Regions from separate parts of the Mus musculus genome. Here all the other regions are linked to region 3. The links are chromatin contacts, called in public HiChIP or PLAC-seq maps. All regions are on one chromosome and are shown on one strand. The core of a region is the stretch at or near the end of the contact, and the rest is flanking DNA. Distances in the headings are between cores, read along the strand shown.

The links. HiChIP or PLAC-seq counts read pairs in DNA pulled down with a chosen protein or histone mark.
Region 1: an H3K4me3 HiChIP or PLAC-seq map of embryonic stem cells shows a contact between it and region 3, with 7 read pairs. The contact joins the enhancer-like site here to the promoter of Bmper in region 3. A contact is called at or near these places in 14 of 39 promoter capture datasets (the 3T3-L1 cell line, 3T3-L1-derived adipocytes, the SN4741 cell line and 8 more), 7 of 115 datasets of contacts at active chromatin or transcription factors (embryonic hindbrain, embryonic stem cells, extraembryonic endoderm stem cells and 4 more) and 2 of 9 other capture datasets (embryonic stem cells and macrophages).
Region 2: an H3K4me3 HiChIP or PLAC-seq map of embryonic limb bud shows a contact between it and region 3, with 5 times the contacts expected there. The contact joins the enhancer-like site here to the promoter of Bmper in region 3. A contact is called at or near these places in 11 of 39 promoter capture datasets (the 3T3-L1 cell line, the C10 cell line, the HPC-7 cell line and 6 more), 11 of 484 Hi-C or Micro-C datasets (the AML12 cell line, the HL-1 cell line, cochlea and 6 more), 14 of 115 datasets of contacts at active chromatin or transcription factors (VIP interneurons, astrocytes, craniofacial prominence and 8 more) and 2 of 9 other capture datasets (liver and pancreatic islet).

The regions. Positions count from the first base shown.
Region 1 is chr9:22,484,905-22,487,691 of GRCm38.p6, reverse strand. The region is part of intron 1 of Bbs9 (Bardet-Biedl syndrome 9 (human)); the gene reads right to left. Among named protein-coding and RNA genes, the nearest start is that of Bbs9, 11 kb to the right of the region's middle. Within about 2 kb of position 1,256, at least 23 of the 459 cell types and tissues checked have an H3K27ac peak or open chromatin away from gene starts, as enhancers often do. A contact at or near this core is called in embryonic stem cells, where this site is marked.
Region 2 is chr9:22,531,976-22,534,675 of GRCm38.p6, reverse strand. All of the region lies in intron 5 of Bbs9 (Bardet-Biedl syndrome 9 (human)), which reads right to left. Among named protein-coding and RNA genes, the nearest start is that of Bbs9, 58 kb to the right of the region's middle. Within about 2 kb of position 1,410, at least 73 of the 459 cell types and tissues checked have an H3K27ac peak or open chromatin away from gene starts, as enhancers often do. A contact at or near this core is called in craniofacial prominence and embryonic limb bud, where this site is marked.
Region 3 is chr9:23,221,776-23,224,475 of GRCm38.p6, reverse strand. Bmper (BMP-binding endothelial regulator) reads right to left here and starts at 1,400. Exons shown (of 15, transcript NM_028472.2): 1 at 703-1,400. The coding sequence starts at 835.

The DNA of each region.
Region 1 (2,787 bases), core at 7-2,506, 740 kb after region 3:
ATTTCTCCCTGAAAGGCAGAGCCCCTAAAACATTTCCCCAAGCTTGTTTTCCCTGATCTTTAGAAATACAGCTAGAAAGAAGCTCTTTGTTCTCTATAGCCAGCAAAAAGCCTTTTTGTTTCTATACTGTACAACCAGAGATGCCTGCCTTCCTGTGCCGAGGACACGGAGATAAAAATTCAGAAAACACTCACTCCCCACTCCTGCCTCGTTTCACCAAGGACACCCGGAAGAGAAGAACTCTTCCCAACTCCTCCCAACTCCTCAGCTAGCTGTTAAAAGCCCCCTACTGTCACCCCTGCGAGGCGCAAGGGGTTCGTCCTCAGCTAGCTGATAATAAAACCTCTTGCAGTTTGCATCAGGTGTGGTTTTCTCTCGGGACACTGGGGTGCTGGCCAGCTCATCCCAGGACTTGAGCGGAGGCCCAGCATCGGGGGTCTTACAACAGTGAAGAGAGAATGTAGGCAAAGGTCCTGGGTGTCATGAAGGAAGACATAAATCTAATCGTCTTTCTAGTTGCCACTACCATAGTCTTTCTCTCCTTGTGGTAGGTAAGGGATTTAGAATCTAATTGACAGTGTGTACCCTAAGTGCAGACACAGGCTTCAGCATGGCCGTCCTAATGTTATATTCACTGAAATACATAGGGTTCAAAGCTGTTTTGAGCATCCACCTTAATCACACTGTGTGATGTTTTTATTTCTGAATTAATTATAATCAAATGACTTTTAAAAATAATGACCTTTAAAATAAAGTCTTGGGTCTTTTGGTTGCTATTGTTATTGTCTTTAAAGACAAAATTTGGTGTGTCCCATGATGACCTTGAACTCCTGATCTTGTACCTCCATATTCCAAGTGCTAGGATTATAGTCATTTGCTACCACAACCAGCTGAAATTAATTCTCTCCTAACACATAGCAAATTAAACTTGCATGGCTTTGAGATTCATGTTCGAAGTTAACTCTTTGTATTATACACAAGAGCATGAAACCACAATTCCAAATGCTTACAAGCATTAATGAGATACTCTGCAACACCACTATGAATTAGGCTAGGAACCTGTATATTCATTTTGAAATAATCCTATTTTCTAAGAAGTTTAGGAAGGAATTGCACAAAAATGGGGAAAAAAACTTTTCTAAAGGCTCACTATTTGTTGTGGATGGCTCTGGGCGGCTTGCTCTCCCGGGAGAGACTGTCTGGAATGAGGAGTGAGTCACCTACTCAGGTGGCTTCTTGTGAACCAATCCTCTAATGAATAAAGGATCTGGGTGAGTAGGAGGGACTTCCGGGTTCGATGGAGGAAGAGAGGAAGCAGGAGAGAGTGAGTTCTCTTTGGAACGGGACATCAGAGGTGTAAGATGTAGCTGCTAGAGTTTCTGGGTATTGTGGAGGATCTGCAAGAACTCGCCGCCAGAGGAATGGGATTTTAATAAGGCTTACAACACTAGCCTTTAGATGCTGCACCCAGAGACTGAGTTGCCATTGTCTCTGAAGTAAGTTTGTGTTGCAATTTCCTTCACGCGGTGCCTCGTCTGGGTTCAAGAGTGAAAGGTACAGTGGCCAAGCGTAGGTTTGCCTGAGGTGCTCCATGAAGGCATTTAAAGCACGGGGTTGTTGTGGTAGCGCCTCACCAGTGGGAACCTAGCGATCTGGGTGGAGAGATTGTGGAGTTCAGAGTCAGAATCTCCACAACATAAAAAACAAGTCGGCCATTGCCCGCCAGTGCATGGCCAGCCAGGTCTCGGGGCAGAGAGTTGAGGCACAAGCATGGAAGCATGCCAGTTAGTTCTATAATATTTCCCGCAACAACTATTAAAAATTGAAACACAGAGCTTAGCACAGAAATCTTTTAACAAAATATCTAACTTCCTTTCATGACCAACTACAACATCCTCTGCTCTGGAAGTACAGGTACTCAGAGAGTGTCCACTTCCTCCAGAAAAGGCAAGGTGGAAGAGAAACTGTATCACAGGTGCGAATACACATGCACACATGTGCACATGCACACAGACAGACACCAGGCAATCAGGTTTGCAGGTCCATACACTTAACCGTGTGTCCTCAGACAACCACAAGCCTCTGTACCTTGATTTCCTTCACAGAATGAGCATCCCCAACCCTTCCTTCTAAGTTACTCCTGTGAATGCATACTGCACTTTTCAACAAAAATACAGCAGCACCTACCCTGAGATTATACATTCCTCTACTTAATTGTTTAGACAAAGTCTCACACCATAGCTCAAAGGTAACCTAGCAACCCTCCTGCATCAGCCGCTGAGAACTGAGATTTGAGTACCAAACCCAGCTTCTGCATTAGTTTCTACTGTACTTGAAACATCCCTCCATGGTATGGGCTTCAGTGGTACTTAGGGCACACATTTCCTTCTTAACCAGTTACTTACAGAAGGTCTCCACAAACATTCAATTCAAATGAGTTGGTTACAGAGCCACCACTCACAGGAGTGAAGGCTTAGGTCCTGAACCTCTGGACACCACATCTCTATTGCTCAGTAGATAGTGTCACTATGTATTTCTGTATAAAGACACTTTATATTGTTGACTCATAACCACTGAACTCACGGTCAGGAGCTGGGACTCTATCAGCCTGACCAAAACATTTCTTATCACGTGGATTTTCTCACAGCTTCCTTGTACTTAGGAACATTAGCCGGCACTTCATTACTTCATTGCTTCATTACTTCTTTGGTTGTTTTGTTGTCTTGTCTTGTCTTGCTTTGCTTTTTGAAACACAGTCTAATCGTGTAGCCCCAACTGGCTTTGAAC
Region 2 (2,700 bases), core at 161-2,660, 690 kb after region 3:
CTGGACTATCTGGATACCCACTTCAACTTCTCCACAATCATGTACAGAAATACTCACCCACTGTGCACGTGGATCTCTGTCCAGACTTAGCAGTGAGGCTCTAAACAACAGATAGCTACAGAATATATACCACATTCTCCCAAGGGTGAGTACCAGGGGATTCTAAAATCTGAGTCATCCTCAGATACATAATAAGTTTGAGGCCAGCCTGAACTACAGGAGACCTGTCTGAAAAGAAAGAAAAGAGGGAAGGGAGGGAGGGAGGGAAGGAAGAAAGGGGGGAGAGAAGAGAGGGAAGAAAGCGGGAGAGGGAGGAAGGGTGGGAGGGTGGAACTAACAGATGCCTCTGTGATTCCAACCACAAGGAAGGACAGCCACATCACTTCCAAACAATTAGCACAAAGTGTGGACCTAGGAAAATTAGCAAGTAACCAACTCACACAGGAGACACTGGGCTGTTTTTAGAACAGAGACATTAGATTTCATCAACACATTCCTGAAAGGAAAGCATTAAGCATCTTCTCACCACCGTGATCACAGCTGACATTCTCACAGCAACGGCCTTTTCAAAAGCAAGGTTTGCAAGAACAAAAACGAGTGTTTAAGTAACCCTGTATATTCTAAAGATCCTTAATTAAAGAAAAAAATTTCAATTCTAATGACTGCCCACACTCCAGAAGCTAAAGCAGGAGGACCACAAATTCAGGCAAACCTGGGTCATCTTGCAAGACAGAGGCTGATCCAGGCCACAGCAACGGGACTGGATAGGTGGCTCAGTTAACAGCATTCACTGCTCTTACCAAGGACCTGGGTTTCTGGCAGCCACAGACAATTCACAACTACCTGTAACTCTTGTCCCAAGGAAAACAATGCATTCTTCCAGCCTCCACTGCACCGTACAAAGGTGGTACACATACACTCATACAGGCACACACACATTAAAAAACAATAAGCCTTTTAAAAATGCAACAAAAGTTTCAGGCATTGACAGGCAGTGGTGGCGCACGCCTTTAGACCCAGCACTCAGGAGGGAGAAGCAGGCAGATCTATCTGTATGAGTTCCTGGCCAGCCTGTACTACAGAGCAAGTTCCAGGACAAATGGGGCTACACAGGGAAACTCCACCCCAAAAAACCAACCAAACAAAAGAGATTAAGAAAATAAATGTGTAGGAGGTATGTTTCTGCCTATAAATCCATATTCCATGAATAAGTGATGTATAAGTTTAGGCTCTAATCCATGCCAATGAAATCAAGAACCCTCCATGAGTCTATACATGAGGAAAACTAAATCATGACCACTCATTTCACTGCTAAATCCACTTTCTGCTTGAGAGCTCTCACTAAGGCTGCAGAACATAAACTAGTCAAAACTCTGGCACTCAAAAGCTCGGTGCTGCCATCTATGCATGCTTTAAAGGAAGTGCTTCTAACCTGTCTTCCTTACAGAGGCTGCGCATGCACTGGGGAGCTATGAGAGCTATGTGGGCATCAGGCTGAGCACACGGTCACCATGCTGAGAACGGATATGTCAGTTCACACAGCACTGGATAATCTACCACCTTGTAAACGGGTGGAGGGAGACAGCACCCATAAGAATAGAGAGCCTGCCTAGAGCATTTCCGGCCTTTTGCCCACCTTTCAAAGCCTATTACAGAGTCAGAGAGATTTGTGAAATACCCCAGCTTTCTACATGAGAACACAATACAAAGCCATCACAGCCTCGCGGTCAGCTGGTAACTGAACTAGATACTTCACTCTTCTTTAGCTTTCTGCTGGGTATACAGAACTATCTGAGGTGGCTTTAAATTTAATTTCCCTGAAGTGCGGCAATGCTGAGCATCTTTTCATGTCTCTAGGAGACCACATCTTCAAAAGAGGGCATCAAATATTTGTCTATGTGTCTTGTATAGTTTTTAATGTCAACATGACACAATCTGGAGTCGTCTCAGAGTAGGTAATCTCAACTGAGAAAATGCCTCCAACTGACTTAGCTATGGACAAACCTGTAGGGCATCTTCTTAATTAGTAATTAATGTGGGAAGTCTCTGCTGACTGTGGGTGGACAAGCCCTGGGCTGGCGGCCTGAGCAAGCCACTGAGCAGCATTCTTCAGAGGCTCTACAGCAGTTCCCACCTCTGTAAGGCCTGGGCTGCCCTCAGTGGACTGTGACTCGGGATCTGTAAGCCTACTAAGCCCTTTCCTCCCCAAGCTGCTTTTGGTCATGGTGGTTTTTCACAATACTAACTCTAAGGCACCACCCATCTTTAAGATTTGAGCTGATTGTTTTATTGTTATTGGGTTGTAAGAACTCATTACAGATGCTGGAGTGAGGGCCAGAGGTTAAGACTGTGCACTGCATTTGAAGAGAACTCGGTCAGACTGTTAGCTCCACACCTGGCACCTTACAGCCACCTGAAGCTCCAGCTCCAGCAGAGCCAACGCCCTCCTCTGGACGCCTCAGCATCCCACACGTGCACTCCCACATGGGACATACTTAAACAGCAGCACCTTCATTTGTTTATGTGTATGTGTGTGTGTGTGTGTGTGTGTATACACATATATACATACATAGAAAGAGAGGAGGAAGAGAGGGGGCAGAGAGATCTCTTTCCAAACATGATATCCTGGTTCATTAACTATGTATCAGTCATTCAGACAACACCACACAATGCTGCCACCTATAAATTTTAGTCAGTCTC
Region 3 (2,700 bases), core at 151-2,650:
CTAGGCACTAGGGAAGATTTTAAATTTGAACGAAATTCAGGACTGTGTCAAAGAACGGGCCTTTCAGGTGGATCTGCCAACTGTTGTGGGTTGAAATGCAATCACTTTTTGAAGCGCAATCTCTTTCCTCTTTAAAATATTCTCTTTTCTGCACCAGGTGTCAGTAAAGCATGTCCTTCAAAATAGAAGCCGAGGTCTTCACCTGCCTGAAAACCTGTAATTATCATATCATGCTATTAGTAACCTTTAAAAATAAGATCGCTTCTTTACATTCAAGGTCTGGAAAGTCATGTTTTAAAGATGCTGCCTAGCACCGTGGATTTATTGGAATCCTATGGTGTTGAGAAAAGAGGATGTGCGGGAAACGGCGCGGTCTTTTCCTTAATTGCACAAGAGTGGCTACGATTAAAACAAGGATTGGGGAAAAAAGATTAAATATAAATCAAGGAATTTCCCAACTTCATATAGCAGGGTGCCTATTAGCACTCTGTCAAAGGTAGCAGTCTCTCAGTCCCCCATCTCTCTACCTCTTCATAGCCTTCCCATCCCTTTTCTCTAGGCTTCTCCGCATCCCCACCGCCCGCGAGAGTCAGGCAAGGTGCGCGTTCCTCGTCCTCTCATCCCCGGTCTGCCAGTGCCTCTTCTCCCAAGAAACCACCCAGAGTCCCGGAGGACTGGTCCCTCCCGCCCCCACCCCCCTACCTGTCAGGAAGGAGGAAGCCAGAGACATGGGGACCCCGGAGCAATTGAGCAGCAGCAAGACGCAGCAGGTAATCCCAGGCGAGCGTCGGCAAGGACGCTCAGCCAGAGCCCTGACGCTGAAGAACCAGAGCATCGTCACCTGGAGGGAATCCCGGGCGACTGCAGGTCCCGCGTCGCCGCCTCTGCTCGGCAGCCGCTGCTCGCAGTCAAAAGGGCTGTGGGCCGGCGTGCCGGGAGACAGTCGGCTGAGGGAGGCGGGCGCCCGGAGCGGCGGGGGAGGAGTGGGGGCGCCCCGGGAGGAGGGGTCCTGCGGCCAGCCTCGGCCAATGCGGCGGCTTTTTTCTAAGGGAGTTGCTCTCAGCGGGTTAGCCGTCAGCCCCTCCGCGCCAGAGCTGGGCCGGGAGGAGGGGTGGCTGAGCGGCGGGATCTGGGGAGCGGCGGCGGCGACTGCCGAGTGCGCTCGCAGCTCTGGAGCCCGGCTGAGCTCCGGCTCCCGCACGCGCAGCTCCGGCCCGGCCCCCGAGCGCGGTGTCCGGCCCGCGCGCTTGCTCCGTGCGGGACCGAGGGGCGTACTAGGCTCTGCGCGGAATCCGCAGGGTCGCACGAGGGACTACGATCCTGGCGCCGGAGCTATGCCGGCTCAGAAGCGACAGCGGCGCACGCGAACGCCCAGCCAGGCGGTCTAGCCCAGCCCCGGCCACCGGCCCCGGGGCGCTGCCGGAGCCTGGAAGGCGCGTCTCCAGCGCCCTGCGCACCGCCTCCTCCCGCGCAGAGGAGCCGCCCCCAGCAGGGATGCCACTACCCGCTAGCGCCCGGAGCAGAAGACCCGGCGCTTCCCGCTGCCCCAGCTTCGGAAGGAGCCACGGATCGAATGCAGGAGGGTCCCTCAACTTTCCACAGCCCTTTGACTCCCTCGGGCAAAGGCGGGGGACTCACGAGGCTGAGGGGACAGAGGGACGAGTGACCTTGGAGATCAGGTTCCTGTGCTTATGCCTCTGTGGGCCTGACATTAGGGAGGACAGAAGTTGGAGCGACAGAAAGGGTCGGCTAATGCACGCACAACGGCCAGAGCCTTTCTCCCTTAAAGCGTGGATCGGTGGCTCAGACTCCGCCCTTCCCAGCCGGAGCTGCCCGGGCCAGGGAGGTGCGTTAGACTAATCATTCATTCACTCGCGGGCCAGGGAGGGACCGCTGCCGCTAATCTCCACGCAGGCCGCCTTCGCGGCGGCCGCCCAGCAGGGCACGCGGTGGCAGCCGCTACCCTGCAGCGTTTCTTGCTTGGGCGGCCCTGATGTCCCCCAGTCTCGGTCTTTGATCCCCTCGCCCCGCCACCCGGTACCCGCTGAGTCCCAGCATCCCTCCCACGTCCTGCCCCCCCCACACACACACACACCCGCCCTACACGCACCCGCCAAGCAGTGCCTGGCTCTACTCAAAAGGGGTGCTAATCTAGAAAAGAGAATTTTTATAACTACATTGGGAAGGTGCCAGGTGAGAGTGAAAGGTGCTTGGAACCAATGATCAGCTAGCCTTCTTTGGAGCCTACTGTGATCACATGCTCCCACCCACACGAAGAACAGCCAGCCAGCAGGTGCCCACCCCACATTAGTTCCTGAAGCGCCTTGTGGATCCAAACTCTAATTGCTGACAAGCCTAGTTTTCCCCTAGTCTCTGGCCAGTTTTAGGTAGCATTTGTAGCTGTAGTGAGAAACTCCTTTGACAGTCCTCAGATACACTCCTCTAATGTCACCACATTTACCTGCCCCTGCCTGCCATCCGCATGCTCATTTGTTTTTTTCTAGAGATTTAAAGGGTGCTTTTAGTGAGTGCATCGTGGCCAACATCCCAACACAAGGACCACATCTCTGTGACGTGGACAAGTGGGAGGAAGGAACGCTGTCATTAGCTTAGCATGCTCCATTTCCCTCTCAAAACAGATTTTGTGTAAAATTTAAATTAAAAGAGACAAGAGACAATGTGGTTACATGTTTCCCCCAA